Regions from separate parts of the Zea mays genome. Here region 2 is linked to region 1. A link is a contact called in public Hi-C data. All regions are on one chromosome and are shown on one strand. The core of a region is the stretch at or near the end of the contact, and the rest is flanking DNA. Distances in the headings are between cores, read along the strand shown. Region 1 holds the start of LOC103636358. Region 2 holds the start of LOC103636359.

The links. A called contact is a pair of places that touch in the nucleus more often than the background predicts.
Region 2: a Hi-C map of ear shows a contact between it and region 1, with 1.9 times the contacts expected there. The contact joins the promoter of LOC103636359 here to the promoter of LOC103636358 in region 1. A contact is called at or near these places in 4 of 25 Hi-C or Micro-C datasets (bundle sheath, ear, leaf and 1 more).

What each region holds. Positions count from the first base shown.
Region 1 is chr8:168,347,493-168,351,020 of Zm-B73-REFERENCE-NAM-5.0, reverse strand. LOC103636358 reads left to right here and starts at 1,967. Exons shown (of 3, transcript XM_008658718.4): 1 at 1,967-2,403; 2 at 3,320-3,528. The coding sequence starts at 2,091.
Region 2 is chr8:168,495,316-168,498,717 of Zm-B73-REFERENCE-NAM-5.0, reverse strand. It overlaps LOC103636359, which reads right to left and starts at 1,443. Exons shown (of 1, transcript XM_008658719.4): 1 at 1-1,443. The coding sequence starts at 1,110. The coding sequence ends at 211.

The DNA of each region.
Region 1 (3,528 bases), core at 718-3,217:
GCGGGTACGGGGCGAGTGGTCATGCTCCTGATCTTTCTTCGTGTATGCCGTCGAGGAGGACATGGTGGCGCCTGCCACGCTTAGGTTATCTTGGCGATGAGGAGTTCAGGTCTGAGATATTGGACAACCAAGACCCGTAGCGTGACAACAGTCACCATATGCTACGGAGTTGGTGGTGGTGTTGTGTCACTTCGGCGGGTCCAGTGCTAGGAAGACACTCACATTCTCATGCCCTTCTCAGATTGACGCCTGGTGCGGATGCCTCTCGGTTTGGAGCTGCTCCGGTTGGGCTTTTTTCTCCGCTTGCGTGCTCTCTCCCTATATATCTAGCGGCATACTACCTATGTCGTCTCCATATGCCCAGGTCTTCGTCGTCCTTCTTCGGCAACGAACAGATATGTCCGCCTCTTTTCTTCCCCTCCTCTTCTATGAAACCTTGGAAGTGGGGGAGACGAGGGATGAAGGTCTCTGATTTGCTGCCTATGGTACCCATGCGTTCATAAAAATATTATGCGACGGAGATAATTAATAAAAATCTTGAGATATTTTTATGGATAATTTAATTGAATATTCTTGTGACCCGTGGCAACACAGAATAAAAATTAGTTCCCCAGAAATAAACACCTACTAGTTTGCTGCGGTCTGGACCCGGACCCACGATTAGGCCTGGGCATTCGGTGTAATCGGTTTTTTCGGTTCGGTTTTTTCGGTGTTGTAGAAGTTCGGTTTACAGACAGAGCAGACCGATCTACGCGTCTCACAAAAGAAAACCGAGCTATTCGGTTTTCAGTTTTTCGGTTCGGAGTTCGGTTTAAACTGAACATCCGAAATCCATCGCAGTAGTCAACAGAGCTACACGCCTACACGTATGGCTGTTTGGTTTATTAGCCACAGCCCACAGCTTATATTATTCACAAAGTGTGCTAAACAAAGTACTTGAGCATTACAATTTACAACCGAAAGAAACATTTGAGATGTACAAACAAATCAAATTATTAGTCTGTTGCAGACTTGCAGGCGGCTGGAACAAATCGGATACAGCTAGAACAAATCAAATTATTTCAGTTGCGGGCGGCTGGAACAACAAACTTACAAACCGGTAGGGGTAGAACAAATCAAATTATTTTCAGTAGCCCACCGGCCACCGCACTGTCCGCACAGTCGCACAGACACAGTCGCCGCCTCCTCTTGCAGTCTTGCTGCCACAGTAGCCCGCAGGCGTGCGCTCGTGGCCCTCAGCTCGACCGCTCGTGGCCCTCAGCTCGACCGCTCGTAGCCCGCAGGCCGCAGAGCTGCCGCTGCCGCCGCCGCCGGATTGAGGCCTTGCGCACTGGTTGGCGGTTGGCCGCGTGGGGACTGGGGAGCGCCGGAGCGGGGAACTGGGGAAGTGGGGAGTGGGGAGCGCCGCCGGTCTGTCGAAGTCGAATGGATTAGGGTTGGAAGTTGGAACTGAAGGAGGGCCGCGTCGTTGAGCGTCTGGTCTTGGCGTCTTGCCGACTAGGCGACTACCGAGTTGGCGCAGAGAAGTTCTCAGTCGCACGGAGAAGTGGGCTATGGGCTATGGCATATGGGCCGATTACGGTAGAATGGTGGGAGTGGGACGCATGACGCTGATATTTCGGTTCGGTGTTTTCGGTTCGGTGTAAGCCTAAAACCGAGGCCGACACCGAGAACCGAAGTTCTCAGGAATTAAAACCGAACCTGACACCGAACCCCGAAAAATCGAAACTTCGGTGCGGTTTTCAAATTTTCGGTTCGGTAATTCGGTTTCGGCTTAAGGGATTGTTCGTTTACGTCGGATTGCACCCGGAATCGTTTCAGCTAATCAAAGTTTATATAAATTAGAGAAGCAATCCGGTTAGGAATCGTTCCGACCCACTAATCCGGTACAAACGAACAAGGCCTAAAAGTGCCCAGGCCTACCCACGATTCACCCGGACCCGACTCCCCGAGTCCGACCGCGCGGCGACCCTTCTAGACCTCGCTTCCCCCAAAAGGCAGTACCGCAGTCCGCAGTAGCAGCAGCAGAGTCCAGACCGTTCTCCGCCCCTCTCCCCGCCACGCTCTTCCGGAGAGCATCGCCGGCCGCCATGGGCTCGCCGCTCCGCACCGTGCACCTCCGTCGCTCGTCGCCCTCGTCGCCAGCGGATACCGTGGCGATCACGGTGGATGGCGGCTCAGGGGTGGACCTGGCCAGGGTGGGGCTCGCGCTGGGGCTGGACCCCGCCTCCGTCCGGCCCAACGGCTACTTCCTCAGCCGCGGCCCTGGCCACGTCTGCTCCGCCGTCACGTGGCGCGCGCTCCTCGCCTTCTTCGCGAAGCGCGGGCTGCCCACCGGCGCCGACGCCGCCGCGCCCGTTGTCGTCCACGGCAGGCCCGCCGCGCCTACTGCGCCGAGCTCAGGTGCGTTGAGGTTTGGGCCTCGCTCCCTTAGGAACTCTGATTACTTCATTGATCGTGATCCTATTGCTAACTGGTAGGGAAATAACGAGCGGTATCTTTGAATGTTACAATGTGCGGTCGTGGTTGGGTGATCGACGCCTCTGTTCTTGCAGTGTTCGGGATCATATACATCACATTGTTATGCCCTTTTACTAGCTTCAGTGATCAGTAGTATCAACCAGTTTATGAAATTTGCAGCTACATATATTTGGTCATTTGGAATGAATGATCAAATACCACCAAAGATGCAGAGTGTGGAGCTACTGTCTACTGAGCCACTCTAATGTTGCCATGGACCATAAACCCCATAAGTAACGCACATGTTTGAGATTGACAACTATAAATTGTATATTTATTTCTGAGGTTATCAATGCTGTCGATTTTCTATGTATCACCTGTTATGTACTCGTTTCACACATTTTTTTAGTAAAATCTTGTGGCAGACGATAATGTTTGATACTCTATATTATTCTTCAGTATTCAGTGTCGTTGACGATTTGTCACTTCATACTCTATTATTCTTCAGTAATCAGTATTGTTGATGGTTTTTCATTTGTGTTGTGAAGTACAGTAGCGGACCCAGCTACTACGCTTAGGCTGTGCCAGAAAAAATATTAAAAAAAAAACAGAGATCAACAAGACTTGAACCTTGACTACCAAACTCAAAAGATAGTACTTACACCACTATGCTAACTAACCTTATACAATTTTAGGGTGTGCCGTGGACCATATGGACCACCCACTGGGTCCGCCCCTGCTCCCGTAGGAGGCCCTAGGAGTAAACCAGATCTATATCTTCTTCCTCCCTCTACTCCTGCCACTCCTTATATAGAGAGGTAACCCTAACTTAATAGCTAACCAACATTATATTCTTCAGATTCTGCAACTCCTCCATGCCCAAAGCGAAAATCTGGAGTCGAAGTAGAAAGATGTCCCAAGAAGAGCAAGCCTCAAGAGAACAAATCAGTTCTTCCAAAACGAAGGCACGATGTACTCAGCGATGAAATCATCCTTGGTCTAAAGAGAAGGCTCAGGCTGGACGACCCAATCCCAGCTAAGAAGATTACGCAAGTACAATGCAGTTCA
Region 2 (3,402 bases), core at 194-2,693, 150 kb before region 1:
ACTGTACCATTTTATTGCAACGTACTGTAACAATCAATGATCCCCCTACCCCCCACCCCAGCGCGCGCGCGCGCGCACACACACACACAAAATCTGTAGGATAGGAACCGGTGCAAGAACATGGGTATCGACGGCGATGATGCCATGGATGTACGTGAAGCTAAGGGACCTAGAAGATAAACAAACGATGGAGGCGGCGAGCTCGGTCCGTCAGAAGATGTCGAGGATCTCCTGGATGAAGCCGTTGCAGAGCGGGCAGTTGCCGCGGCTGACCCAGAGCTCGCGGGAGCAGAGGCGGCAGAAGGTGTGGCCGCAGGGGATGAAGGCGGCGCCCTTGTGCCGAACCATGCACACGCAGCACACGTGCACCATCTCATCCTCCCGGCTGTCGCAGTCGTCCTCGTCCTCGTCGCCCACGGCGCCGGCCCCGCCTTTCTTAAACGCGCCGCCTCCGCTCTCCTCCTCCTCATCCTCATCGTCGTCCCACTGGTTGTCCGTCTGCCCCAGCAGCGCCATCAGCGACATCTGCGCCGCGGGCGCCGCCGTCTTTTCTTCGTCCCCCTCGTCCTCGCCGTCTTCTTCCTCTTCCCCGTCGCCGTCCTCGTCCTCGTCCTCGTGGCGTCGCTCTTCGACGTCGCGGAAGTCGTACGTCGAGAGCCGCCTTGAGCTGGAGCGGCAGGAGGCGGGGCCGACCCGGGTGGACGCGACGCGCGAGAACGTGGGCGTCGCGCGGAGCGACGGCGCGCGGGAGAAGGTGCGGGAGAACGCCGCCTCCGCCTCGCCGGGGTTGTAGTTGTACTTGTTGCTGCGGTTGTTAGCGCTGCTGATATTGCTGAGGCCGCCGCCGTTCGCCGGGGCGTGGGCCGCGGCCGCGCCGGTCTTACGCCTCTGCCAGGCGCCCGCCGCGCGCCGGAGCCGGAGCCGGTCTCGCAGCTGCTTCCAGCCGGTCGTCCTGCCGCCCCCCTGCGCGTCGACGGCCGAGGGGCTATCACCCTCGCCGGCGTCGGCGTCGTGCGGGATCTTGAGGAAGTCGCGGATGAGCGGGTCGGGCGTGGACAGCTGCTCGGACAGCGTCATCGTCCGCCGCATCTCCGGCCGCCGGCCATCCATCTCTCTCGGCCGCCGCAGCAGGTAGGTACCTGGCTCGCGTCGGGGTTGGAGGCGAGGCGATAAGGTGGCGCCACTGGCGGTAGATGTGGGGAGGTGGCCGGGTTGGATTGCGCGCGGGGAGTGGTGGTGGAGAGGCGTTGGACACGGACACGGGGCAGCTTGGTGCTTGGAGCGGATCTCGCGGGCTTTTTTAAACTGGCGTATATACAATTACCGCAACCTGCGGACAATTGGGCCCAAATTTCCGAAGTGCCATGCATGCGTAATCGCCGGCCTTCCTATTTCTGGGTACAGAATTTTTTTATGAGTTTCACGCCACTGGTTTCAGTTTAGGGCCATTATATTTGTAGCACGCAATTTTAGGTGCAAAAAAACGAGGAATTTTATTTCCATGAGGATACAAACACAAGAAACGATTAAGATACTAACATGCTATCGACAGTACTTGATTGTGTTAAGGTATTGTAGGAAATTTAGGTAGACTGGATAGATCTTCTTGTTATCTGTTGTAATTATGGCGGTAATGAACTCTAAATTTTATAGTACAAAATTGAAGAATAAGATCAGACACTATTTCTATTTATTTTTAAACTAAAATTAAAGAATTATGATGAAATATTTGAATCGTGATTCATTATCACTTCTATTTGTAACTTTTGCTCGAATTTTTAAGTTTGTGTACCAAGAGTATGTATTCTCTTAATGTATCGCTCTTGTTAACCTTTAATATAAAGCTTCTTTTATCAAAAAAGATTGTTTATTGCTCGAGACCTCTAGTGAGGTACTTCGTACAACTCACTCTCACATTATAATTAGAGCCAATTTGCTAATGGAACTCATCTATGTGACAAGATCTAGATGGCTAAAGAAGGATGAATAGTGTACAATTTTATTTCATCTTTCAGGACCATAAAATACTAGAACAAAGTTTGATTAGAATAAAAGATGATGTCATGACGATAATGCAACTTCTTGTTCTCACTCTCCTTTCACCGTTGGAACCAGGAATTGTCACTTGCCATCTCATCTCCTGCTGCTCTGAAGTCTGAGCTGGAGTCGTACATTATATACCATCAAGGTCTTCTAATTACATTACAGAAGAGAGAGAGAGAGAGAGAGAGAGAGAGAGAGAGAGAGAGAGCAGCGTGGAGTGTCGGTGTCCAAGTATAGATGCAGAGCGATCGCAGAGATTGTTGCCGTTCTCCTTCAGGCCTAGAGTCTCAACTCTGAACTGAACAGTGCGTTCTGATTAGCACACAGGGAATCAGTACCGTTGCTTCACGAGGCCGGTTACTTATTACCGGACTGGATCTGACGGACGGAGGAGCAGAGCAACGAAGCATCAGCTGCTGAGACACTTGTTTGCCTTGGCAGCAAGGAGACGAGCCGTGATTACGGGTGATTGGGCGCCACGGACATCCGGTGCCGGTGGGTCCGCCCAGGAAGGCGCCGCGCCAACAACCTCTCCCGGCCCCCGGCCAGGCTGTGACCGTACGCCACGCCTCTGTGTGTGTGTGGGGGGGGGGGGGGGGGGGTGGGACGGCACGACGCTTCATCACTCATCCGTGCGACCGTGCCGGTGTCGAGCGGCAGGCCCGGCTCCGTGCGCGCTGCGCGGACGCGTGGCGTCGATGGCGCGGACCAGCACGAGGCCGACCACGGGCGCACGGCGCGGAGTCAGACAGCATTGGGCAGCATTCATGGGCATGGCATGGGCCCAATCCCTGTTGCTCTTCTTCCACCGTCAGACCTTCCCTTCGAGTTGGAGACATCCGTCGACCTATACTGTTTCTGCAGTGGGGTTAAAGGTTCGTGGTTTCAGAAACCATCCAAATTACAAAACCAACTTCAAGCCCACATCTCGGAGATCTATGGGCCTGTTTGGTTCAACTTTTTTCTGAACAGCTTTTCCGAGAATCTAGTTGTGGGAGAATCTGTCTGCGTAGAGAATCTGATTATCATTAGAATTACGTGCGGAGAAAAATAAAGTTGTCAATGGGCCCAGGATCTATAAAGTAACGGATTACTACTATTGCGACGACTCAACCGATTATATATTCATGTTGATTTTGAATGGTTTTACCTAAACAAATTTTATAAAAGCTGACTGAAAAACTGAGTGTTTGGCAGTCCGCAGCAGCTTTTGGTGACCAGAAGCTGCGAAAAACCGAAACAAACAGGGCCTATATAGCCTCACCAAACCCACCATCATGTCCATATTAATCAAACTAAACCCAGCTACTTCGCCTTTCCAATAAGAGGGGGGAAATGCTACAAGCTACAAGCGTGATG